Regions from separate parts of the Sus scrofa genome. Here region 1 is linked to region 2. Evidence: chromatin contacts called from public HiChIP or PLAC-seq data. All regions are on one chromosome and are shown on one strand. Each heading gives the region's core, a stretch centred on a gene start, on an enhancer-like site or on the middle of the called end of the contact. The rest is flanking DNA. Distances are from core to core; before and after follow the strand shown.

What was found. HiChIP or PLAC-seq counts read pairs in DNA pulled down with a chosen protein or histone mark.
Region 1: a contact with region 2 is called in an H3K27ac HiChIP or PLAC-seq map of alveolar macrophages. The contact joins the promoter of IPO9 here to the promoter of CSRP1 in region 2. A contact is called at or near these places in 3 of 5 promoter capture datasets (fetal liver, fetal skeletal muscle and liver) and 1 of 2 datasets of contacts at active chromatin or transcription factors (alveolar macrophages).

Annotation. Positions count from the first base shown.
Region 1 is chr10:24,108,668-24,111,979 of Sscrofa11.1, reverse strand. It overlaps IPO9 (importin-9), which reads right to left and starts at 1,854. Exons shown (of 24, transcript XM_021064520.1): 1 at 1,625-1,854. The coding sequence starts at 1,787.
Region 2 is chr10:23,862,630-23,866,006 of Sscrofa11.1, reverse strand. It overlaps CSRP1 (cysteine and glycine-rich protein 1), which reads left to right and starts at 1,987. Exons shown (of 6, transcript XM_003357676.4): 1 at 1,987-2,302.

The DNA.
Region 1 (3,312 bases), core at 605-3,104, 250 kb before region 2:
AAGGTACTGAATCTGAGGAATGGATCGCCATTCTCCATCTCAAAGAGAGGTTACCGAAAGGCATGAATTTCTACAGTTTTTATTTATTTTTTATTTTATTTTTTTGCTTTATGGCCACACCTACAGCATATGGAGGTTCCCAGGCTAGGGGTCAAATCGGAGCTACAGCTGCCGGCCTGCACCACAGCTCATGGCAATGCTGTGATCCCTGACCCACTGGGAGAGGCCAGGGATCGAACCTGCATCCTCATGGATACTAGCTAGATTCATTTCCGCTGCACCACAATGGGAACACCCAGTTTTTAAATAAAAAGAAGGAATTAGGCTATTTAGAAACACAAACCACCTCCAAAGGGTCCCAAATACCACATTCAACTCCAAAAACTTGATTCAACCTTGCAGGTCATACCCTAAACCTTCAACTTTATGCAAGCAATAACTTGAATGTGATGAGGTTCCTCTGCTTTGTCACTTCATACTCAAGGGAGACAGATTGTGAATAAAGGAATTTTACCCAGGAGGCTATAATAACTCCCACAGATCAACCTATGCATGGCTCCCAGAGAGCTTTCTTCTATCCCGAGGTTGCTCCTCTTGCAGTGTCTGACATTTTCCAGAACAATGACAGCTCCAACTAGGCCTTCAAAAACCGGGTCCCTAACCTGTTGGATCCCAAATCTCTAAGTATTTCCAAGAGAAGTGACTTAGTTTTCAATGGTGCTCCATGTCGTGGGAGGACGTTACATTTAAAGGAAAGCTGTTTTAAGTCTTTTTCAACAAAAACCCTAAGTCCAGTAGGAGGGCCACTGCGAGGTTCTGAGAGTGCCTGGTCAGACCACCGGCAATTTGAGTGCTGGTGGAACCTCCCTGCTGAGCTGGGGGAGCGGAGCCCCGACGGACCAGACGCATTTCTGACATAAAGCCCGAGAGGATTTCTCTCCTCTGGGTTCAGGATCAAACTGCCCGTGTAGCAAGGCTCCCCCGGGCCTGGGGAAGGCCCGCTGGGCAGGAACTGACAGGCGACCTCAAGCCAGAGGCTCGTTCTTTCCTCCATCATTCTCAAGCCTATACTAGGAGGATGCGGACAAAGACTCAAAGACAAAGGATGATCAGCTTCCCCGAGCAGTGCCAACCACTCCGAAAAGCCCCGGGGAGCGCGCGGGAGGGGAGGCGGCCGCACAGGCGTCTGACTGATTCCCGGGGAGGCGCGCGGAGGCGCGGTCCCGCCAGGTCTCCGGCCCACGGCCGCGGCCTCAACCCCGCCGCCCGCTCGCCCAGCCCCGCGCTCCCGGCCGAGAGCGAGCCCGGGCCCGCGCTCAGCGCGCCTGCCCCGGACCCTCCGCGCCGCCGCCCAGGGTCCTCCCGGAGCCTCCCTCCCTGGACCCTCCCTCCGTGGGGCCCTCCCTCCGGGACCCTCCCGCCCCGGATCCTCCCTCCCCGGCCGGCCTCTCCAGGACCCTCCACGCCGCCGCCCAGGCGCCTCCCTCCCGGGGGGACCTTCCCTCCCGGGAGAACCCTCCTTCCCCACCGGCCTCCCTGACTAGCCTCCCCAGGACCCTCCCTCCCCAGCCTGCGGTCAGCGCGGCCCAGGTCAGCCGCCCTCGCGACGACCCGCCTCACTCACCCTCTGTCACCTCCAGCACTTTGATCTGCTCCTCGGCGGCCGCCCGCACTTCCTGCACCGGAGACAGGATCCCGGTGAGCGTATCCACCAGCGCCTCTTTCAGCCCTTGGGCCACCGGCCCCGGCAGCCCCGAGGCCGCGCCAGCCGCCGCCGCCGCCGCCATCTTTCTCCCGCCGCGCGCCAGCCCCGCGGCCCGACCCGCCGCCGCCGGACGGCTCCCGCGCGCGGCCAATCCGCGAAGCCGCGCCTGCGCACAGGCCGGGCGGGCGCGCGAGGGGCGGGGCAGCGGCATGAGCCTCCCGAGACAGCGCCGCCTGCGGTGGAGACAAGAACTGCAGCGCCTCAGCGGGAAGCCTGTCGAGTGAGCCCCCGCGAGGTGCGGGCTCCCCGACGGCCGCAGACAGCGCGTGGGCAGCCTTGGCCGCAGCTCAGGCCAAGACCTGTACCTCCTCTTGCACGGATCCTTTCGGGGTGAGATGCTGCGTTAGGAGAGGGTGGGATGGGAATGAGTGGACAAGGCTTTAGGGAGGGGGTTGGAAGCCGACCTCTTTCCCCCCACAACTAATGAGTCTCTTAATCTCAGATCCTTAAGCGACTGAGCGAGGCCCGGATGGAACATGCATCCTCAGAGAGACCATGTTGGGTCCTTAACCCACTGAGCCACCACAGGGAACTCATCGCAGTTTCAGGAATCCAAAGGGCAGGGAAAGAATCTGAAGTGGGCTGGGCAGAGGGGAGCGGTCATCTTGCAGAGGCCGGGTCCATGGTTTTTCCAGCCAGGTGAGCCTAACCTCATGGTCAGATAGTCGCTGGCCAGGAGAGAGACCTGCGTCGGTAAGGCTGTCCCCTCCAGAGAAAGTACTTATCTGACTATTGGAGAATAAGTCCCATGTGCTGAGAAAGTGTAAATTTTTTCTCCAGGTGAGTTACCACTGGACCTTTAAAGGGTGGAGAGTGAATGCAATGCTTGCCGTGGTAGAAGGATGGTACCATTGTTGGGGTGGGAGGTTCAGACCAAACAGGACAGATGTTTCATAATAAGCTGTTCAGGTTGAATGCCTTAAAATGGTTTCTAGGGATCATGACTTGTTCCTAAGTGGCAAAGAGGACCAGGTAGCCACTCTTAGCCCAGTTCTAAGACCGTGGATGCTAAGCTGTCAACAATCAGGGATCAGGTCACTTCATCTGAGTATTCTTCTGAAAGAATGATTCCTCTCGTGTTTGTCTGTACGTGCAGTATACAAAAGTTCCTGGGCCAGGGGTCAAAAATCTGAGCCACAGCAGTGACAGTGCTGGCTCCTTAACCTGCTAGGCCACCAGGGAACTTTTCCTTGATTGCTTATTTCAGGGAGAGCTCTGAACTATTTGCCACCTCCCTGATAGAGGGCAGAGCTGGGTTGGGTCCCCATAGCAGTTTCCTAGGGGAAAGATTGCCTCCTGGACCCCAAAGTTTCACAGTGGGGAAGAGTAGGATTTGTCATTTTCCTTCTTTGAGTGGCCAGGAGAAGCAGAACTCCATTAGAATGAACAGCCTCTTTTCTCCTAGGTTGATTCACTTTTCCCCCAGGTCCAGAAGGTGGTATGTTTTCTAACACCATGGCCATGAAGGAAGGACTTCTGGGCTGGATGTTTTGCATTCTGGTGAAGGATGCTGGGTCTGTGCAGGCAAGACCCTCCCCCCCACACAC
Region 2 (3,377 bases), core at 738-3,237:
GTGCCTGTTTATCTACTGCTGGCTCAGCGCACGGAGGACCAGAACTTCCCCTGGTTTCTGCCCCTAGTTCTCACTTGGCTCAGAGGAGAACCGCCGAATCTGCAAGAAATCCTGGTCGGTCAGTGATCCCAATCTTGGAGGCCCTATTTGTTTGTTTTTGTCTTTTGGGGGCCACACCCATGACATATGGAGGTTCCCAGGCTAGGGGTCTCATCGGAGCTACGGCTGCTGGCCTACCCCACAGCCATAGCAACACCAGATCCGAGCTGCATCTGCGATCTACACCACAGCTCACGGCAACGCCGGATCCTCAACCCACTGAGCGAGGCCAGGGATCGAACCCATAACCTTATAGTTCCTAGTTGGATTCGCTTCTGCTGCGTCACGACGGGAACTCCTTGGAGGCCCTGTTTGCATGATGGGCCTGGCCCAAAGAAAGCTGTTTCTTAGGCCAGGAAGTCAGAAAAGCCCAGATAAACACCTCATTTTCTGGATTCTAAGATGCTTGATTTTATTCCTGGAGGAGAGATGATTCGGCCACCTGGGGCTGTAAATGAGGCCTGTGAGGGTCTGAGGCCTCGACACCTGTCCAGGCTGGAAGATGTGGCAGCTGCACCTGTGCGTGACCCGGAGGAAGGGCCACCAGCTGCCCAGCAGCCCTCCAAGACCTGCCCCCGGGGCCACAGCCATGGGCGAGAGGAGGCTTCCTTCTCAGAGACACTGGAGCCCATGAGGGCAAACAGCAGGGCACCCGGGGAGCAGGCACAGCACAGCGAAATGTGCGCCGAGGTCTGAGTGTGGTTTGCACCCCACTCGGTGTGCTCCCAGTGCAAAGGGTGCCATTCGACCTGGAAATGCAGTGAATGAGCTACGACACCGCGGACCCAAAGAAGTGCTTTGTCTCCCTAAGTTCTCAGTCTCTCTCAGGTCTCCGTGTTCCTCCGAACAGGACTTGGGGGAGCAGATGGCACCTTCTTTTATTTTTTTCTTTTCTTTTTTTTTTTTCCTCGTCTTTTTGCCATTTCTAGGGCCACTCCCGTGGCATATGGAGTTTCCCAGGCTAGGGGTCTCATTGGAGCTGTAGCCACTGGCCTACACCAGAGCCACAGCCACGCGGGATCTGAGCCACGTCTGCTACCCACACCACAGCTCACGGCAATGCCGGATCCTTAACCCACTGAGCAAGGCCAGGGATCGAACCTGCCACCTCATGGTTCCTAGTTGGATTTGTTAACCACTGAGCCACGAGGGGAACTCCGGCACCTTCCTTTAGAGCTGGGCTCGCTCTGCCCCCCACCAGGACCCCTCTGCCAGGGGGTGACTCCCTCTCCCTCCAGAGCCCCAGGTTTCTGGGCTGTTCTGCCCAGGACAGAGGTGGAGGTTCTATCCTGACCCAGGAACAGCTCTGCAGGGAGCGGGCGGCTCTGACCTCTGAGATGCCCGCTGCTGCAGGCACAGGAAGGGCTGGGAGCTGCTGAGGGCGGCACCCACTTTTCAGAGCTGCTGTTCTGGGGGAGGGGTGGGGCAGCCTCCTTTGGAGAGCAGGGGAGATTGGGGAAGCCCAGAAGGAAGAGCTGCTGGAGGAGGGCGTTACACTCACCGAGGGCCACTGCTGAGGGCGTAGAAGGCTTAGAAGATCTGCCCCGTCTCCCCCCAAAACACACCCCTTCCCTGTGGATTACAGCTCCTTCACAGATGCGGAGCCTGTGGGCGGGGGTGGGGGGTGATTTGGAATCTAGGCCAGGGCAACAGCTAGTACACGGAAGGGGCGGGATCCGAACTCAGGCCTCTCTTACCCTGGTGCTCAGATGTGTCCTTGCCACCCTGCCGCCAGAACAAGTGAGACCCCACCACCGTCCCCACCGCCATCCACGCCCGCCCCTTCTCTTGTGGCGCAGGTTTTATCAGAAGTCTTAGCTCTCAGACTTGTGTCTCCACCCTCTCGCATCCGGCCGCCAGGAAACCCTGAGAAGTTCCGGGCACGTGCGAGACGCGGCTTCCTCCGTGGCGGGGGCACAGGGGGTCCCCCGGGCGCAGCCGGGTCGCCCCGGGCCTGGGGACCCCGCTGGGGGGTTGGGGGGTTGCGCCAAGACCTTAGCGCCGATGCGGTGACATCAGCCCCGGTGTGGTGACATCGGCGCTGGTGTGGTGCAGTGTGCAAAGCCCACTGGTTGGCGTGGCCGGGACACGCCCCCCGGGAGCGGAACAAAACGGCGCGCGGGCCGGACGAGCCCAGCCCCGCTTCCAGAGCGCCGCCCGCTGTCGCTGCCGCTACCGAAAGCCCAGCCACCACCGCCGCCAGGTGAGTGCGCGGGGTCTCGCCGAGCCCCTCTGGGCCACCCCGCTGGGCTCCGCTGCAACCTCCGCCCCTACCCCCGAGCGCCCTGGCTCCTCTGCGCGCCCCGGCTCCGCGCGCGCTGGACGCCCCCGGCCTTCTTGTCCCGCCACCTCTCGGGAGGCTGCAGGGGAGGGTAGACGCGACACCGGGCGGCCGGGGCCCGCGCAGGCCGAGGAGTGGGGCCAAGTGGCCGCGCGGGTTTCTTTCCAGGAGGCGCGGGGCTCCTCCCCGCTCCGGGTTCCCCGGACACAAAGGGCCCCCACGTGCCCCTGTCCCGGGACGGCCCGGCGCCCCCCACCGCCTGCGGGTCCCGAGGCGGAACAATGGGCCATTCTGCGCGCACTGACGCTTGTTGTCCGGCGGGGGTGGGAGCCTCTTGCAGCCCCCGCCCTTCTGCCCTGGGGGAACGCGCCCGCGGGCAGGGTGGGGACCGTCGGGCCTCGGGGGCCCGCCCGTGGCAGCTGCGCCCTGCCCTGCGCAGCGCAGGTGCTGGTTTCACTCTTTTCAAAAGACTAGATGGAGTTGCCCCCCACCTCCCACTGCGCGCGCCCCATTCACTCCCGCCCCCGCCGGCTCGTCTAAAGGAGTGGGGACCATCGCAGAGCCTGAAGGGACCCACAGTGCTTGGTGGCCTCAGTCCCTGAAGTGGGGAACACACTTAGAGAAAGTTGCAGTCCATTGCCCCACCAGCAACCACGAGGCAGGCGTTTTATCTGCTCTCACAGGCCCCAGAGTGTTGTGCAAATTCTGCAAACAGTTGTGATCTAATCAAATCTGGGTCTAGGCAGGAGGCTGGGTGGCTCAGCTCCCCGGAGGCGGGGGCACCCCTGCCCCTGGGTGTGAGTGGATGGTTAGGCCCACCCAGCTGAGAGGGCGTCACCTGGGCTCCTACCCCCAGAGGTCCGTACACCCGGCTCTGGTGAACACGGCAACCCACTCGGTGAGAGGTTGTTGGAAGGGGAACTGATCCTGATCCTGAACCCGTGGCCTTAAACAGGTCGCCTCCCTCTCACGCTCAGTTCCTGTAGGGTTGGCACTG